2 separate regions of the Sus scrofa genome follow, and region 1 is linked to region 2. A link is a contact called in public Hi-C data. All regions are on one chromosome and are shown on one strand. The core of a region is the stretch at or near the end of the contact, and the rest is flanking DNA. Distances in the headings are between cores, read along the strand shown.

The links. Hi-C and Micro-C count contacts between places; a contact is called where the count stands out from the background.
Region 1: a Hi-C map of liver shows a contact between it and region 2, with 2.3 times the contacts expected there. The contact joins two enhancer-like sites. A contact is called at or near these places in 1 of 5 promoter capture datasets (liver), 8 of 47 Hi-C or Micro-C datasets (adipocytes, embryonic fibroblasts, liver and 3 more) and 1 of 2 datasets of contacts at active chromatin or transcription factors (alveolar macrophages).

What each region holds. Positions count from the first base shown.
Region 1 is chr1:126,395,617-126,398,316 of Sscrofa11.1, reverse strand. No RefSeq gene overlaps it. Among named protein-coding and RNA genes, the nearest start is that of GATM, 35 kb to the right of the region's middle. Within about 2 kb of position 1,341, at least 7 of the 83 cell types and tissues checked have an H3K27ac peak or open chromatin away from gene starts, as enhancers often do. A contact at or near this core is called in liver, where this site is marked.
Region 2 is chr1:126,343,162-126,345,861 of Sscrofa11.1, reverse strand. No RefSeq gene overlaps it. Among named protein-coding and RNA genes, the nearest start is that of SPATA5L1, 9.3 kb to the right of the region's middle. Within about 2 kb of position 1,356, at least 7 of the 83 cell types and tissues checked have an H3K27ac peak or open chromatin away from gene starts, as enhancers often do. A contact at or near this core is called in liver, where this site is marked.

The DNA of each region.
Region 1 (2,700 bases), core at 92-2,591, 52 kb before region 2:
TTGGCAATTTCTCTTCTCTATTTTGAAGTCTCAGTGTCTATTATTGCCCCCCCCCCAAAAAAAGAGGCAAACAGTTTTTCATTACTTTATGGGCTATAAGATGGTAAATGCTGAATGCTAAGGAAATAGTAAAAAAAATTTTTTTTTTCTTTTTTTTTTTTTTGTTGTTGTTGTTGTTGCTGTTTCTTTCTCCATATGCTCCCGCAGCATATGGAGGTTCCCAGGCTAGGGATCGAATCGGAGCTGTAGCCACCGGCCTACACCAGAGCCACAGCAACGCGGGATCCGAGCCGCGTCTGCAACCTACACCACAGCTCACGGCAACGCTGGATCGTTAACCCACTGAGCAAGGGCAGGGACCGAACCCGCAACCTCATGGTTCCTAGTCGGATTCGTTAACCGCTGCTCCACGACAGGAACTCCAAAAAAAATTTTTTTATTATAGTTTATTTGCAATGTTCTGTCAATTTCTGCTATACAGCATTGTGACCCATTTGTACATATATATACATATATATGTATATATATATATATACACACACACATTCTTTTTCTCACATTATCTGAGGAAATATTCTTAGGGTGCTGCTGGAGAGAAAGTTATGGTGCAGTATTTTCAGGTTTCTGTGATAAACAGTCCTGAGAGTTGCATCATCCTGTTTACAGGCAGAGTAACCATGTCATAAGATCTGTTCTCGAATCTGGTCAGCCTTTTTTACTGTTTCCATGGAATTCTTGCCAGGGCACTTTTTGAAGAAAGATGACTAATGATGTTTTCTGTTTTACTAAAGTTGTAACTTTCACTATGCTTAAATGAACCAAGAATTTCAAATTTCTAATCCTCACGATTTCCATCTAACTCGTAATCTTTATTTTTATCATAGCAGTTTTACTGATGTGCAGGGGAAAAAAATGAACAGTTTTGCTTTGCAGCTGTTATCTGAAATGGTTCAGACTTCAAACAAACAAACAAAAAGCTTAAATAAGGCAACTGAGTGAGACTTTATCATCAAGATGAACAGTTTAATTAAACTATCCAGGTTTTTGTTTTCTGTCCTCTTTTCTTGCTAATAAAAAGCAAGTCAACTTTGAGTTTGAAACCTTACCCTGGGGTACTTTCTCCATCCCGTATTATTTTGAGCCAAATCCTGAATACCATAGACTTTATCCATAAGTATTTCAGTCTGCTGGAACATCTGATTAAGGGCAGTTACATCAGGGAATTGAGTTGATTTGCAGGAGCCAGTGGTTTTGAGTGTAATCCAAGTAGTAACAGTGATTTATGAGGTGACACTCATAAGGTGGATAAATATTAGTGTACAATAGATATGTCAACCTTCTTGGACTCACTGAGAGGTCACATGTTCCGAGTTTATCTCCTCTGGTCAAAGTATAAGCCACGCAGGCCACAGATAGCCACAAAATTTGTTTTTGCCTCATGCAAAACCTTGCATTTATTTCACTTGAAGAGACTCCAGATCCATTATCAACAGGTTCTCCCCCATTTCACAAAAAAATGGCAGAGTTTTCAGTGGTCCTCTACAGATAAAAATTTTCTAATCTACAGCAGGCTTTCAAGAAAAACTCAGGTTTGACTGACATCAAAAAGCAGAATTTTGCTGATTTTACTTGCACACATGTCACCAAAACCTTTTAAAGGGCAAACATTTTAAACAATTATTTCTCTAAATCCTGGAATGAAGCTGAAATTCTCTGAAAATGTGCCATTGTTATCCTAGAGCTTTGAGCACTGCAGTTCTAATCCTACAAGACTAAGTACTAATCCTGCAAGCCTAAGTGCCTGCTTGAGAACAGAAGGGACCTGAAGGCTTTGTGTGTATATATTTACTGGGAAGAGAAGGAAAGGTGACAAACACTTGAGGGCATGACGTGTGTAAGGCTTCAGATTGATCCCTCTCCCTGTTAGCAGGTTTTAGGCCATTAATTCTTGGCTTGGAGGAAAGTGTAAATATTTTTGTTTCTTTCCCTCTTCTTTCTCCACTCTATTTCTCATTCTTTGAACCAGCCAATGAATTCATCACTCTTTTCTTGTCTTTCCCTACCACCCCCACCCCCGATGTTATATAACCAGAGCAGGGAAAATGGAGAAGTTTGTAAAGAAAGGAGCCTTTCTAGGAATTTTTTTCTTAGAGGCTCTTTGCCCCTGCTTTTGAATAATTGTTGATAATTATGTTATTCATTTTGTAGGTGATGATCAGAGTGTAATTATCAGCAGTTATTACGAAAAACATAAGTATGCCAAACCCACCTTGTGAAACTCTACTGGTGGCAGTGCTGTCATCAGAATAAAAATGTCATGACATTAATCAGTATTCATTCATTCAGTAACTGTTACACATCTATGACATATAAGTGCGAGGTAGCAAGAAGGAATTGAATTAATTTTTAAAAATTATCTCTGACCTCGAGAAGTTTAGAAAGGAGATAAAACCTGCACATAAAAATTATAATGCAAGTTGGAATATGGTATGTTCTATGTCGGCACCTCTTTTTTTTTTTTTTTTGTCTTTTGTCTTTTTTGTTGTTGCTATTTCTTGGGCCGCTCCCACGGCATATGGAGGTTCCCAGGCTAGGGGTTGAGTCGGAGCTGTAGCCACCGGCCTACGCCAGAGCCACAGCAACGCGGGATCCGAGCCGCGTCTGCAACCTACACCACAGCTCACGGCAACGCTGGATCGT
Region 2 (2,700 bases), core at 107-2,606:
CCCACAGTTGATTGAATCCACAGATGCAGAACCTGGGGATACAGAGGGCAGACTGTACAATAAAATTATGGTTCCTGAGTGAAATGTAGTGTCTTTCTTAGGGTTGCTTGACTGTGAGAAGACTTTCACTTCATTGTATGTATAACAGCAGCCTGTATGAGATAGCTCTAGCCAGAAATGCAGTACTGAGGAACCAATACTGTGCTTGCTGATCTAGAGACCTGAATTCCAGCCCCTGCTCAACCAGTAACTATTTGGATGACATTAACCACTTGGACAAGTCACTTAACCTCTACAGTCCTAACTTTACAAACTACATGATCTCAGGCTCTCTTTCAAGTCCTAGTTTTCCACCACTCCATTCCTGTTTCTCAGAAAGATATTTTGCATACATTTCAAAATAATGCTTACCCCTGTTTATAATGCCATTAATAAAGCTGATTCTGCCAACTTTGTGCCTAACCCTTGAGCAGGTAGCAGCTTGAATGTTATGTCAAGTAGTTATCAGAGGAAAAATAGCTGAGATTCAACCTCATTTCTTGAGTAGATATGTTTGTGGTTGTAAGCTAGCTAAGCTAGTGGGGCTTAGTTAATATTATACAGAGTTATTGCTAAACTCTCCTTTTCCCCAGATAATGGCTAAAAATCAAAGTTTATACCGTAAATTATTACCAGTTGGCAAGATTCTGAATTTCTCATTCTGGGTAACAAATTTATATTATAGTTGACTTTAGTTGGAAAAATGACTCTGTTTCATTGACTGAATTATAAAAGGCAAAGAGGGAGTTCCTGTCGTGGTGTGGTGGAAACGAATCCGACTAAGAACCATGACATGGCGGGTTCGATTCCTGGCCTCACTCCATGGGTTAAGGATCCAGCGCTGAGCTGTGGTATAGTTCACAGATGTGGCTTAGATCTGGCGTTGCTGTGACTGTGGTGTAGGCCGGCATCTGCAACTCTGATTAGACCCCTAGCCTGGAAACCTCCATATGCCAAGGGTGAGGCCCTAAAAAGACAAAAGACAAAAGTAAAAAATGAAATAAATACAAAAAAATAAAAGGCAAAGAGGCAAAATGCTGACTGCTGCCTGAAGTCGATTCGTTTCCACTGTGCCACAACGGGAGCTCCTATCTCAGCTTTCTTGAATGTTAGAAATAGTCCCAGTATGTAACTCATAGAGTTGTTATGATGACTAAATAATACATGTAAAGCATTTAAAACACCACTCAACTACATGTTAGCTATCGCTATTATTAATAGGAACTGAAATGAGAAGGGGAACTAGTCAAGACAGGAAGACAAGTGAGGTCACATTGCTGAGAGCAATTTCAGAAATGGGGAAGATAGTAGGACTTTCCACATCTGCTTCTACAGTGAGTATTCTCTGCTCAGGACTGCAACACTCGTGTGTGTAACTCTTCACTCTGTGTGTGTGTGTGTGTGTGTGTGTAATATTTCAAAGTGATTTCGTATGTATCATCTCGTTTGATTATCAGTAGTCGAGGGAGATAACAATCTCTTCTTCAGTCTTTTGCAAATACTGCCCACTCTCACAGAACATGGGTAAGGCAAGCACAGGATGGACCCTTAGAGCTGCAAAGAACAGTTCAGGAGAGCACAGCAGACCAGCCCTTCTTATGTGGATTCCAAGAGGTGTTACTGGGTTCTTTACATGTCCCTGGAGATGAAATGTAGGGCTATTTTATTTCCCAGGAGGACCTTGTTGGATATTTCCTTAAAGCATTGTATTTGATCATCCTCATATCTTCACATTCACCAAATGTACTTCACATTCCCTGGTAGTAAACGTATTTTGCATATGCCTTGTCTAGTCTTAGCTATGTATCAGAAAGTAGCCATTTAAAGCATTTGCTCTGTTGAGCCCTGAAAGATACTTGTATTTCTGTGTTTTGTTGGTTTTTGCTGTGGTAGAAAGGCAATATCCTATGGAACAGTGCCACAAAAACATTTCAAATAGAATTGGGGGACCAGTGAAAAATGACTATATGGTAATGATAGAACATAATCTCTAGCCAAGTAATAGAAACAGGTATCAGAGAAGTTTTTGGCTTATTATTATGAATTAAATAATGATTAACATCGACCATTTACCATGTGCCTGGCAGTATGCCAAGTGTTTTATGTGAATATAATCAACATGATATTATAATATGCCTAGCATATAGCAAACAGTAGGAGTTTAATAAATATTTGTTGAGTAAATGAATATATGAGATAGGGATTTTATCCATTTTAAAAATGATGAAAATTAGGTTTAGAATTTTAAGCTTTGCTTAAGGTCATATAACTATTGAGTAACTAGTGAATCCAGTTTGTAAACCCAAATTTGATTGCAGTGTAACACAGTGTAGTGGTTCAGAGCAGGAACTTTGGAGCCAGCCCGACTACCTAGTTTTGAATCCTAGCTCTACCACTTACTAACTATGTGACCTTGTGGAAGTTACTTAGCCTTTCTGTGCCTCAGTTCCTTCATCTGTAAATTAGAAATAATAATCCCAACCTCCCAAGGTTATTGAGAGGATTAAATAAGATCATATATGTAAAACACTTAGAACTGTTCCTGGCACTCTGTAAACATAACTGTTACTGATTAGTAGAGCCTTATGTTACATACCGATAGAGCTTTCTAGCTTTCAAAAGAAATTTCCATTATTTCATAATATCCTAATAAGGTAGATG